Linked DNA regions of Mus musculus: region 2 is linked to region 1. The links are chromatin contacts, called in public Hi-C maps. All regions are on one chromosome and are shown on one strand. Each heading gives the region's core, a stretch centred on a gene start, on an enhancer-like site or on the middle of the called end of the contact. The rest is flanking DNA. Distances are from core to core; before and after follow the strand shown. Region 1 has its middle 260 kb from the start of Lmx1a. Region 2 overlaps Ccdc190 (coiled-coil domain containing 190).

Evidence for each region. A called contact is a pair of places that touch in the nucleus more often than the background predicts.
Region 2: a Hi-C map of cortical neurons shows a contact between it and region 1, with 11 times the contacts expected there. The contact joins two enhancer-like sites. A contact is called at or near these places in 4 of 39 promoter capture datasets (cranial neural crest, embryonic stem cells, hippocampal neurons and 1 more), 15 of 484 Hi-C or Micro-C datasets (the AtT-20 cell line, cerebellum, cerebral cortex and 6 more), 1 of 115 datasets of contacts at active chromatin or transcription factors (astrocytes) and 1 of 9 other capture datasets (embryonic stem cells).

The regions. Positions count from the first base shown.
Region 1 is chr1:167,943,894-167,949,551 of GRCm38.p6, reverse strand. No RefSeq gene overlaps it. Among named protein-coding and RNA genes, the nearest start is that of Lmx1a, 260 kb to the right of the region's middle. Within about 2 kb of position 3,496, at least 13 of the 459 cell types and tissues checked have an H3K27ac peak or open chromatin away from gene starts, as enhancers often do. A contact at or near this core is called in cortical neurons, where this site is marked.
Region 2 is chr1:169,930,989-169,937,455 of GRCm38.p6, reverse strand. It overlaps Ccdc190 (coiled-coil domain containing 190), which reads right to left. Exons shown (of 4, transcript NM_001033185.2): 3 at 4,341-4,461; 4 at 2,803-3,814. The coding sequence ends at 3,256. Among named protein-coding and RNA genes, the nearest start is that of Ccdc190, 5.3 kb to the right of the region's middle. Within about 2 kb of position 3,220, at least 50 of the 459 cell types and tissues checked have an H3K27ac peak or open chromatin away from gene starts, as enhancers often do. A contact at or near this core is called in cortical neurons, where this site is marked.

The DNA of each region.
Region 1 (5,658 bases), core at 2,247-4,746:
TGTGAATGAAGCCAGCCCCTCATGCTTACAAGCACTTCACAGACTCAGCTATCTCACAAAACTGAAAGGAGAAAATATTATTTTAACTTGAACTTATGTAGCAATATTTTTATAATCAGGCCAGACTCTCGCAGAATGTCTCTGGTTTGCAAGAAAGGGTTGGGACTTGTCCACGTATATGTTCATCAGATCTAGTCTTATTGGACTTCCTGGGAGCTAGGGAGTTTACGCTTGCTTACCTTTAGCTGCAAAAGGCCACTATGAGCTTGGAATTCATTGGCCATGGGATGGCAATTGAAAGTTAATAAGCATCCGAGGCTCATATTCTTAAACTTCAAGAGCTTTCCAAAGCACATTTTCAGTATTTGTCCATCCACTGTTGCACATCTAGGCTTCAGATCTGTGCTAACCAGCAAGTGCTGCCTAACATGTCTAAGAATGTATGTACCACAAAGGATTGAAGACAGTGGAGCCATGAGTTGCATGTGTCACATGTCTAGTACACAATGGAGATTTCAAAACATATTGCAAGAATGAGCATCCCTCAGGAGATTAGGACTGATTGAGAAGCCAGGACTCCTCGTTGCTCATGCTGAAGGACAGGAGAGGGGGGAGGGGTGGGAGAAGGGGAGGAGGAGGATAGGGAAGATGGGAGAGAGGGAGGAAGGGGAGGGAGAGGGGGAGGGAGAGGGAGGGGAGGGGGAGAGGTCCCTGTGCTCAGAGGCCAAAGTCAAGTGGAGACTTAAGGGTTCTCCTTGTGCTGTGTTGTGCTATCAGTTATAAGGTTCCTGTTGAGTTAATTTCTCTGTTTAAAGCTCTCACCCTGTATTAATTAGCTGATAGAATCCTTATGGTGTGATGTGTGTTTAGGGCCATTGTAGAATGAACATTGTCACAGAAATCTGTTTTGTGGGACTTGTTAGCACGGATATTATTTAGCTAAATAGCACTCAATGATTCCTTCGGAGCCTGCTGCATCTGTTGGGCAATTCATTTTATAGTTGGGGACTTTAAATTTTCTATTTATTTTAACTTAGTCAACTGTAGTGACCTGTCTGTAGACCAGGGATGCTAATAGCTATCGTAGTTAATACTTCATTTATCACAGAGCAAAGAAAACCCTAGAGTAAAAAGTAATTTTATTCCATTTTTGAAGAGTCTTAAAAAATATATTATTTTTCAAACAAATTGCTTCAAGGGAAAGTAAGAATTTCAATTACATCAAATACCATATTCTTTTGAAAAGAACCTGTTAGAGTAGGGCAGCTGAGAGTTGACATGAATTTGTTTGCGCACATCAGTTTGTGCACCCGGGAACAAGGGGAACTTGGGTTCAGAAAGGTCCATCCAATGCGTTCTACAGCAGTCAAGTCAGCCTGACTAGCTGATCAAGGGTTTAGCTTTGCTGCAGGCAATGCCACAGAATGTCAGGGAAGAAGTCCCCAGCATCTCAGGGCTAGGCGCTAGTGCTGGCAGCCCTGTGATGGCAGCAGCAATGCTCTCATGGGCCGCACAGGCTGCTTGTGAAGTGCAAATATTCCAGTGTTGACAGATGGGGCTGGGAAGGAGTGGTTTCTTTAGTAATTCTGCATTCCCATGGAATGTTCTGGCAACCGTGAAGAAGGGATTTGAATATGGCCCATGTTAGAACTTCACTCAGGTCAAATGATTTCCTAGACTCGGTTCTGTCTCATGTGCCCTTCAGGATGCAACTAAAACCTCTCCAGAAGAGAATGAACGTCGGGTACCATAGAAGCCATCAGTGGCTTCTGAACAGCCTTGGCACCCACGCCGTGCCTCCGTTTACACAGCTAATAGCCTTACATCCATTACAGGAAACAAGGGTCTCTTTCCGAAGCCTCTTTCCTGCTTTCCCTTTGTTAACCAATTCACCACAGTTGTGCCACTCAGAGTCCAGAAGCAAAGATAGAAATTGAATCAAGTTCCCATTTCTGCTGCCTACAAGTCCTGTGAGTTATTTAGCTTGTAAATGTATTCATTTGCAAAGTGACGATAATAGTATCTAATTTACGGGACTGTGATAAGGATTATGAGAGACAACGCAGATGAAATGCTTAGCTTAGCGAAGTGTTGCTGAGGAGAGCAGGTCCTTCCTCCACATGCTCTTATCCAACCTGCAGGAAAATACAGAGGCTTCAGGAGCAAGGCAAGGGTGCTCACTCTGCACAGCAGCTACTAAGTCTACTACTAGATACGTAAGAGGAATAGGAATAGCTGCAAATGTTCTTTAGAATGGGGCTTACAAGGTTTTCCCATAAAGGGCTGCATGGTAAATATTTTAGACTTGTACCTTTCTGGTCACTATGGCAACTAGTCGCCTTCCTCTCTGCAGCATGGACACAAGCACGAAACTATATACACAAGTAAGTATTACTATGGTCCCTTGAAACAATAGTTCTCAACCTGTGGGTCAGGACCCCCTCTGGAGACCAAATGATGCTTTCACAGGGGTGGTCTAAGACCATCTACATGCATATCAGATATTTACATTACGATCCACAACAGTAGCAAAATCACAGTTATGAAGTAGCAATGAAAATAATCTTCTGGTTGGGGGTCACCACAGCATGACTAACTGTATTTAAGGGGGTTGCAGCATTAGGAAGGTCGAGGACCACTGCAACATTGTGTACAATCCAGGTTGTCAGTTGTACTGGGCTTTGAAAACACCAGATCTAGGGTAGAAATACTTGTTTGAGAAAGGAAGGTCACAAGTTCAAGGTAACAAATACCAATTCACAACCCACACAGTGGAGTATTGGGTTGAGTTTATTCACAAAGAAAGGTTGGGACTTGAATCTTCAAAGGCCTTACTGATAAAAGACAAGTTCCAGACAGTAATAAAACATAATGCAATAGCTACGATCCACCATGCAGAGGAGAGAAGAGGAAAATTAAAATTGTTTTTTTTTTTTAAAAAAAAACACAATATGCACAGGAAAAAATGGTCGACATCACAGAGAATTTATTTGGTGAGCTATCGATTCTGGTTCTTTGGCAAGCATGTTTTAAAAGTCTTAGAGAAGTTTGAACTCACCATGAGAATTGGAAATGTTAGCAACATCAAAAACCAACACCTCTACACACACACATAAATATTCAACTGATCTTCAAAGGAAATATGACCTTAGAAATCGCAGTCGGGTAAATTCCAGCTGCACCTCTGCTCAGAAACCTGCTTCTTTGAAAAGGAAGACGATCATATTTGAACGTGGCCCCTTTTCAAACTCTGTCAGGTATAAAGGCGGGAAACGATGACACAAAAGCTTAATTGGGTCTTTAAAAGTTAATCAATCAGCTAACTTGTTTTCAAAATAGCTCAGTTTTTAACGAGCTCAACTTTTTCTCCCTTGTCTGACAATCTAGGAACTTCATATGCAAATCTGATCAAGTCTCCTCCCAGATCCTTCAGTGGCTTCTCTCTGCTTTGACGTTCTTAGGATAAGACTCAGCACACCATCTGGCTTGCGTGGTTTTTCTTGGGTCCTCACCAACTTCCCACTAGCACATCGCTGGATCCTTCATCCGCCAGTGTTCCACTCTCCTCCAGGTTGCCGGACTCACAGAGCCACCTCTTCCCCAAGCTAACCCCCCACTCCTCCCCATACACATATTCAGCTCACACACACACACACACACACACACACACACACACACACACACACCACAAACACATTCACACAGTCTTAGTCTACTTAACTTCCATATGCCCGGAGCCCCAGTCAACTGTCATCAGAGCTGTCTCCCGCCTCTGAGTTCTGATCATGGTTTGTCATCATACATTCATTAGGGTGATGGTTTAATTAATATCCGCCTCCCCCTCTGGGCTACAGGCCCCCCAAGGAGTAGGAAACACACAGCCTTCTAATGGCAGCAGGCTTAGCTCAGTGCCTGGAAGAGGCTTTAGAATAAAAAAGATATGATAGAGGGGTAATGGGAAAGCCATGGAACTAAAATACAACACCAGATGTGGTAGAAACAACGGATTGCTGAGGGATATTTGATATAGCGAGACACATTTTCAGAATACTCTTTTTCTTGTTTGTGTGAAGTTCTTAAAGGATGCTCTCGATTCAAATCAGAAACATTTTCCTGGGACAGACAGAAATGTTTTAGGTCTCGGGGACCATAGCACTTCTGTCAGATAGGGGCAGGCAGAAAATATGACAGGATTTGGAGACCAGAGTATTTTGGTCTTAGCTGCTTAATATCATTGTCATGGCATATTGTAGAAGCTAGATACAGTACAGAAATAAACCTGACCGTGTTCCAGTCAAACCAGGGTTTCTAATGTTCCTTACTGTTGATATCTGAGCCGAGTATTTTCTTTTCTTTGTTTTCCAAAGGATTTATTTATTTTATGTACATGAGTATACTGTCTCTGTCTTCAGACACACTGGAAGAAGACATCAGATCCCATGGTTGTGAGCTACCATGTGGTTGCTGGGAATTCAACTCAAGACATCTGGAAGAGCAGACAGTATGCTTTTAACCACTGAGCCACCTCTCCAGGTACCCCCTTTTAAAGATTTATTCATTTATTATTTATTCATTTTATGTATAAGTTCTCTATCTGCATGTATACCTACATGCCAAAAGAGAGCATCAGATCACATTTTAGATGGTTGTGAGCAACCATGTGTTTGCTGAGAATTGAACTCAGGACCTCTGGAAGAGCCTCAGTACTCTTGACCACTGAGCATTCCAACCTCTTCTCCTCTTCATATTTTCTTGTTTCAGGGCTGTTTTGCATATGGCTTCCGAAGCAGCACCCGCGGACTTGGCCCACTCAATGCCAATAGTGTCCTACCTATTTCATTATTGACAAATGTGTGTCAGAGTGCCCCCAGACATTGCCAAAAGCTCCTTGGAGATAAAGACATGGAAGCTACAACAAAGTGCAAAAACCTTACAAAAGCCAGTCAATTTCAAGCTGGTTTCAACCATGAGCTAGCTGGGTAGATCCTAGCCTGGGAGAAAAGAAAGAATGAGGGAGACACTTAGTGGTGTTCTATGTCTGTGGAAGCTGCTGATTACCTCTGGTCTCTAGCTTCTGTGGGTGGGGCTTCTTTGGCTACTTCCTATGTCTAAAGCAGGCAAACCTTTGGAATGGAACTGGTACAGTTCTTGGGGAACAGCAGGGGCTGATGGTTTTAGATTATGAAATGACCTTCCTTTAGCAAAGGAGGCTTGAGCCATGCATAATCAATCCCTGGCCTCCGCACATCCTTGTAATCCTGCAATTAACCTGCTCTAAGCAAAGTGTGCAGTGTGAAGCATCGCAACAGATGAAATTAGAAAATAAAATAAAAGCAAATTTGGGTGTTTGTTTGTATAGTAAACATTTCAGCATCCACCACGATGAGCGGTCCACCTGGTCGTGAGCGGAGCCTCGAGCTTCCCAAGTATTTTGTCTCTGCCCTGGGCCTCTCTGCCTCCCCAGCCTGAGGAACCCAGGACCTTGAACCGTAGCTGCTTCTTCCCACTTTGCATCATGTTCCCAGTCTGTGCTTTTTACACAGCCTCCGTTTCTTCCAATAAACCTCAGAAACTGCTCTGCGCACTCATTTCACACTTATAAATGTGGATAGAAACCTAGGCGAGGAGCTGTGTGAGACACAAAAGAGACAGATTTCA
Region 2 (6,467 bases), core at 1,971-4,470, 2.0 Mb before region 1:
CTTGGGCAATGAACTATCCTTACACGTAGCTTACATACATTGTCATTTATCACAGGCTAAATGTTTGAATTGAGAGTTTCTCTCTTTAGTGATCATGACAGTGATGGCGTCAGGGTGGGTCAAACTCATATGTGTTACTTAGAGTCTGACGAGACTTCCCTGTGGCTCACTTCCATGGAACAATTTTTATACAATTAAGCTCAAACCATTCAAAATAGCATGACTGATGATATTGAAGTTAATTTATACTGTAATTGATGGCCATTATTAGGGAATGTAACAGCGACCTGTTCACAGTAGTGGTGGGGAAGTGGAGACATCTGGGGGGTGTTTCACGTTATGCCTGATCAGGTGAAACCTTTCTTCCTAGCAATCGCAAGTGATCCATATTCTAGCCATAAGTGAGATGAAGATTCTGTACTAAATATGTCTTTTTACAAAAAATTTCATCAAGGGGCTTTCTTGGGACAGGGCCTCACATGGACCAGGCTGGCCTCAGCCTTGATCTGCTGATAAGTCTTGCGGTCTTGATAATGACTGCGGCTCAGCGTGCGCCTCTCTGCCTCAGGAACTGAACTGTCTCAGCTTGGTGAGGGGGAACCAGAATGGTTCCCATTTTCTCCCATGATTTCCAGTTTCCTTTACAATTGCCCTGGTACTCCTTACTTTTTGCTGTAAATGCTTTTATTTTGTACAGATTCTCTCATTGGGTGTCACCTGTGTGCAGACTTGCCTCATGCAGGAGGATGTGAAAGCCAGAAGTTAATGCCCAGTGCTATTTCTGGCAGACCAGACGACCAGTTAGCCCTGGGATCCGTTTCTGTGCCCTGCATCCCGTTCCCCACAGAGCTAGGATTACAGGTATGTTTGGTTACACCAAGCTTTTATGTAGATGACAGATCTGCCCTCAGGTCTCTGTGCTTGGACAGCAAGCTCCTTACTGAGTCATCGATGCCACCTCATGTTGTTCTTGATCCACTTTAAAATTTCCTTGCAGAACTGATGGAGTTTCTGTGTTACAGCTTAGGGCCGGTCGAGAGGGGCTCAGTCGCCACCTCTGTGAGTGTCCAAACGCCTCTACCTCCAGGCAAAGAGTAGATGCCCTCCACACAGAAGACATTAGGGTAATACAGTGAAGGAGAAAGCTCCCTTTCCACCAGGGAGTGGAGATTTGTGAGCAGATCTCTCCCCAGTCCTTGGGCATTTTGCAAAGGTGGTTCTCTGTTCTAGGAGCCCCTGCCTTCATGACTAGTGTAAACAACTTGTGAACCATTGACCTTTGCCCCTGACCTGCCTTCCCCATTAAAGGACACACTAAAAGAAAAAAAATGCTATTTCTACTATAAACTATTGCCTTGCCATTGAAGGCCAAAGGCTGGGCTAAAAAACTGATTTTTCCAAGAGGTAGCACAGTAGATAGAGGGAGTGTGACAGAGGGCAGTGTGCAGACCTGACTCAGAGGACATTTTCTGCCTGGCTCTGTTTATCTAATGAAGACTGAAAGAAAAACCATTTGCAGAGTTCTGAGGACAACTGGGATGCTGTGTGGGAAGCTCTGGACAGCAGGAGATGCTGGAAAATGGGAGCTATTATGAGTTATGGATTTAAACACCAGGCATCGCAAATGGGAATTAAATAGTGTTATTAAACTAAACACAATTAATTCATACTTTGTCATTAAATTTGAATTAATTTAACCCCTAGGAGCTTTAGTATTAGACGATGGGGTCCTTTATCATTTTCGATATAAATAGTTTCTAGTTCTTCAAGATGTCCTCAAGGTAGACTGCAACAAATATGTCTGCTTAACTGTAAGAGCCTACAATGCCAGCTTCTCAGGAGGGTGAGGCAGGAGGATTGCTGAACCTGGGAGTTCAGGGCCAACCTGGGACAGCAAGTTTAACCACTGTCTCAAAATCAATCAATCAATCAATCAATCAAAAAAATCAAAAAACCAAAAAGAAAAAAGAAACAAACTAATTCAAAGTAAACAAATACTTGCAAAACAAATATATAAGTCCTGAATTTATCCTTTTGGTTTCCAAGTTTGCTATAGGGTTGAAAACTTGAATTTAACAGTTGCTATTTGATCTTGGACTTAAAAGTAAAAGATAGTTTTTCTAAAGAAGTCACTATAAACGATAAACGTGAAATTTTTATTTGGTGTATTATTAGGCGAGGAATAGGATTTTAAATGGATTAGCTGTGAGCTGCTGTTTTCTGATGACAAATGACACCATTTGTTTTAAGTGTGAAATTCAGGCCATCTAGGTAGGGGACCAGTTTTACTCAGTTCATTCAGTGGGACCCAGGCTATGCTGACCTACTTAAACCAGTGGTCTTTGTTTTCCTAAGAGAGCTTGTCCTGACAGGGTTTCACTGTGTCACTAGTCTCTGTTAATCCTCCTGCTTCAGCGTCCCAAATACCGGGATACTGGAGTTATAAACATGTGGCATCACACTCGCTTAAAACAATGACTTTAAAATGGAAATTATCCTTATTTTACTGTGAGACGGTTTGTTATTGACTGAATCTGGCATAGGTTTGTAAGTGTGCAGCAGGTCGTAAGATATTTTGAGTAGGGAGAAGACGGAAGGACACAGATTAGTTCCATTAGGACCCAAAAATGTTTGATACTAATGTGGAAACTGGGAAAGAGAAACCCAATGGAACTGTTTGGAAAGAAAGTAAGGAAAGGAGGGAAGAGAAGGGGAGAGGAGGGGAGGGAGGGTGGAGAGAGGGAAGGAAAGAGAAACAAAAGGGAGAAGAGAGGAGATGCTTCAAAAGGAGACCAGAGCTGTGGCTAGAACAGCTTTTATCTGGAGACCAGGTCACCGTACGTGATTTCAGTTGAGTTCCCATGCAACACCCTCCCCACCCCTCCCACCCCCCCACCTCAAAGAAAACTAGGCAAATAGCTATGCCATTTGACCAGCAGGTGGCACTCTAAGCATCGCAGAGCTTCGGACAAACAAGACTTTCTTCTTCAAAATAAGCCCAGGTTCGCAACTTAAAATATTTTCATAGTATTTTCCCTCTCCTTCCTCTTCATAGTGGCCTTGTTTATTAGGAGGAAGACCAAACAAAAGGGCAGGGTCCCCGAGGTTGCAAAAGAAAGCTTATTTTGCATTTCTGCTTGTTTCTGTGCGTTGCTACGGCAGCTATTTGAAGGGTCTCGTTTCCATAGTGATTACAGAATATCTTCTGGTCAGGCGACATTACACAGGCAGAGAGGAAGGGACTTGGCACCATTTTCACAGTGTTTCCCCTGTTCTGGGGAGTGAGTAGTGTTTGTGTCCAAATATCTCTCCGATGCTAAGTAATCTCTCAGACTCGGGGGGCACCCTGTGGCGGACATAGTGAGCATTCTTGGCCTTTTCGAACAGCTCTAGGAAGGATGGCTTTGTGCGTTCATCTTTGAAGCTTCCTGCATAGTCCACGGAGCTGGGGGAATTTTGTACATCAGCATCTCCACGTGGCTTTTGACTGGCATTTTCAGATCTGGTCTCATTAGCAGGTGCTGACCCTCTCTCACCATCTTGGCTGGACACGCCACTGTCTTCTGTCTTGTTGGTGGACAGCTCTTGGTCATGACATGGGACAGAGACATCCTTGCTGGGGTCCACGCCCTTCAGTGGATTCGTGGGCTCTCCCTCCTGGCCTTGTGGGCTTCCTTCTTTGAAGCAGCTGGTTCTCTCACCGTGAGATAGAAGGTGCTCTTGGCTTCTCAGGGTGTCTTTGAGGACAGGGTCATGTAAAGAGGGCACCGGAATCTTAGTTTTAACTTCTTGGGTAACACTGTTTTTCAGTGTTCTGGGGAGTTGAGGGAAGAGATGAAAAGGAAGAAATAAACATCTTTGAAAAATTTAGAGGCTCCTACTTAGTCCTTTCTGAGTTTTTTTGTTTTTTGTTTTGTTTTGTTTTGTTTGTTTTGTTTTGTTTTGTTTTGTTTTGTTTTGTTTTGTTTTTTTCCCAAGACAGGGTTTCTCTGTGTAGTCCTGGCTATCCTGGAACTCACTCTGTAGACCAGGCTGGCCTTAAACTCAGAAATCCACCTGCCTCTGCCTCCCAAGTGCTGGGATTAAAGGCTTTGTGCCAGCGCTGCCTGGCTACCTTTCTGGGTTTTAGACTGTGGTTCCCTTCAGTGTGGTTTCAGTTGAGGTGGTAAAGTGGGTGAGAAGGGGTGGAAGGTGGAGGGTGGAGGGTGAAGGGAGAGGGGCAGGAGTGTGTCTGTCTAGGAAGAAGAAGGAAGAATCTCCTCAGATGGAGGACATGCTTTAGAGAGATTGGTGGGGAAGTGGGATCCAGTGTCTACCTAAGCACTTAATCATATACTTACCTAATTTTAGGCTCCGGGACTGCGTGCCTCTGTCCTGTTGGTGGCAAGAATGTGACAACATCTTTCGATCTCTTTTGAATTTCATGCCCCACATAAGAAGAGAACCTTTTCTTGATGATATCTGCTAAGAAATAATTATCAAACAATAGGCTGGAAGGATGGCTCATCTGATAAGAGCGCTCCGATGCTCAATCATGAGGACCAAGAGTCTGGATCCACATCCAGGGCTCACAAACATCTTTAACTCCAGCTCCAAAGGACCTGACACCCTCTTTTGGTCTCTGTCCATATTTGCACACACATGTGCTCATACACTCACTCAGATATCCACACAAACATATGTGCACATAAATAAAATACAGTTTAAAGTAAGTTAATGTGTTAAAAATAAAATAAAATAATGTGGACTGAATTATGCAAAATTTCATTCGTTGGGTCCTAATCCTTAGTATTATGATATTGCTTGCAGACAGGCTTTTTGTAGAGATGATAAAATTAATATGAAGACATTATGGTAGGTCCTGGCCATTGTGATGGGGTTTCTATGGCAACAGCAAATCTGAGCAGACACGCAGATTGGGCAGCGTGAAGGGACCTGTCGTCTACACATCAAAGAGAAAGCCTGCTCCTGTGTCACACCCAAGGAAACCAGCCCTGCTCACATGCCCATTTTGACTTCTAAGCTTCAAATGTTGACACAGTGAAGGCACATGGACTGAGCTGTGTGGTTTTGGCACTTTGCTGTGCAGCCCTAGAAAATGAGTACAGTGAGAGAGGAAACTGTACACCCAGAACTGGGGCTTCAGAGAGCTGGTATGTGAGGATGCTGGGCTCCCTTCACGTGTTGCAATACTCTGACACAGTGGATGGGAACAGCAAGGTTCCACAGGTCCAACTGTTTGCCTAGAACATGTCAGAGAGGATTTAGACACCAAGATCAGATGTTGCAACTGCCTCAGGCCCGGTGGGCTTTGTTCTAATGCGTTACTTGGCAGGCACAAGTGTTTAAAAAAGAAAATAACCGGGTGTGAACATTTTGTCTGTTTACTACAGTTGTGTGCCTGCCTTCTACCCGTGGCAAAGGTTTGCAACTGCCTGAGGCCAGGAATCCGTGAACTTTGCATTTTTCCAGGTGATGTTCCGGGCCTCAGTAGTCACAGCTGAAGAGAACACACCGACTGACTCTATTAGTTTTCAAGGCATTGAAGGCTGAGTCATTTGGAATGGAAAATCTTGCATTGCTTTGTGTTTTAGTGAGAATCACTTCAAGTTAGAGTGGTTAAAGGCTGGCGGTGTTGTTTAGTGGTAGATAGATTGCTAAACATACAAAAAGCCCTGGATTCGAACCTGAGTACTAGGCCAACTGCCTCCCTACTAAACCCAAACCAGAAATTGTGCCAAGAATATCAACCAAACACATAGCAAACTGCCACCACCAAACAAAAGCCAGGATACCACCACCCCCTCCTGAGAAGCACCAGTTGTGGTTAGAATGTATTGGGCACCAGGGATAAGGGCTCAGAACCACACAAGGGCCATGGATGTCACATAAAACTCTTGGAGTCACTTCTTTGAGTCCTTTGCTTTATTGTCTCCTTAGGGCTAGATCGAGACACTTTTATGTTTTAACCTATTTTCAATAAGCTATAGGTGTTTAATTAAATATTAAAAAAGGATTTGCTAGCTCTCCAGGCAGCCCACTCTTCTGCAGTTGAGACGGCAGAGCCAATAGGCTCAGAAATGAATATATCTTTTCTCTGTGCCTTCACCTTTCTCGCTGTCTTCACCATAATGGCATGGCATTGTATCTGCCTAGTTATCCCGTTTAGCCCTGTACCTTCGATGGACTACCTTGAGCAGGGCACTTTACTCTGATTTCCTTTATGCTTGGCTGCATCACGTCATGGAACCCTGATAGATTCTACTTTCTCAATGTCTTGAAAGACTGGTTGTCCCATTTTTTTCTCCTGCCAAGATTCTAGTTCAAGCCTTTTACATCAAACCCTACATTTGGAATTCTATCAGGTCTACTCTGGCTGTGTCCCAAGCTTGCTCTTTCTTTCTTTCTTTCTTTCTTTCTTTCTTTCTTTCTTTCTTTCTTTCTTTCTTTCTTTCTTTCTTTCTTTC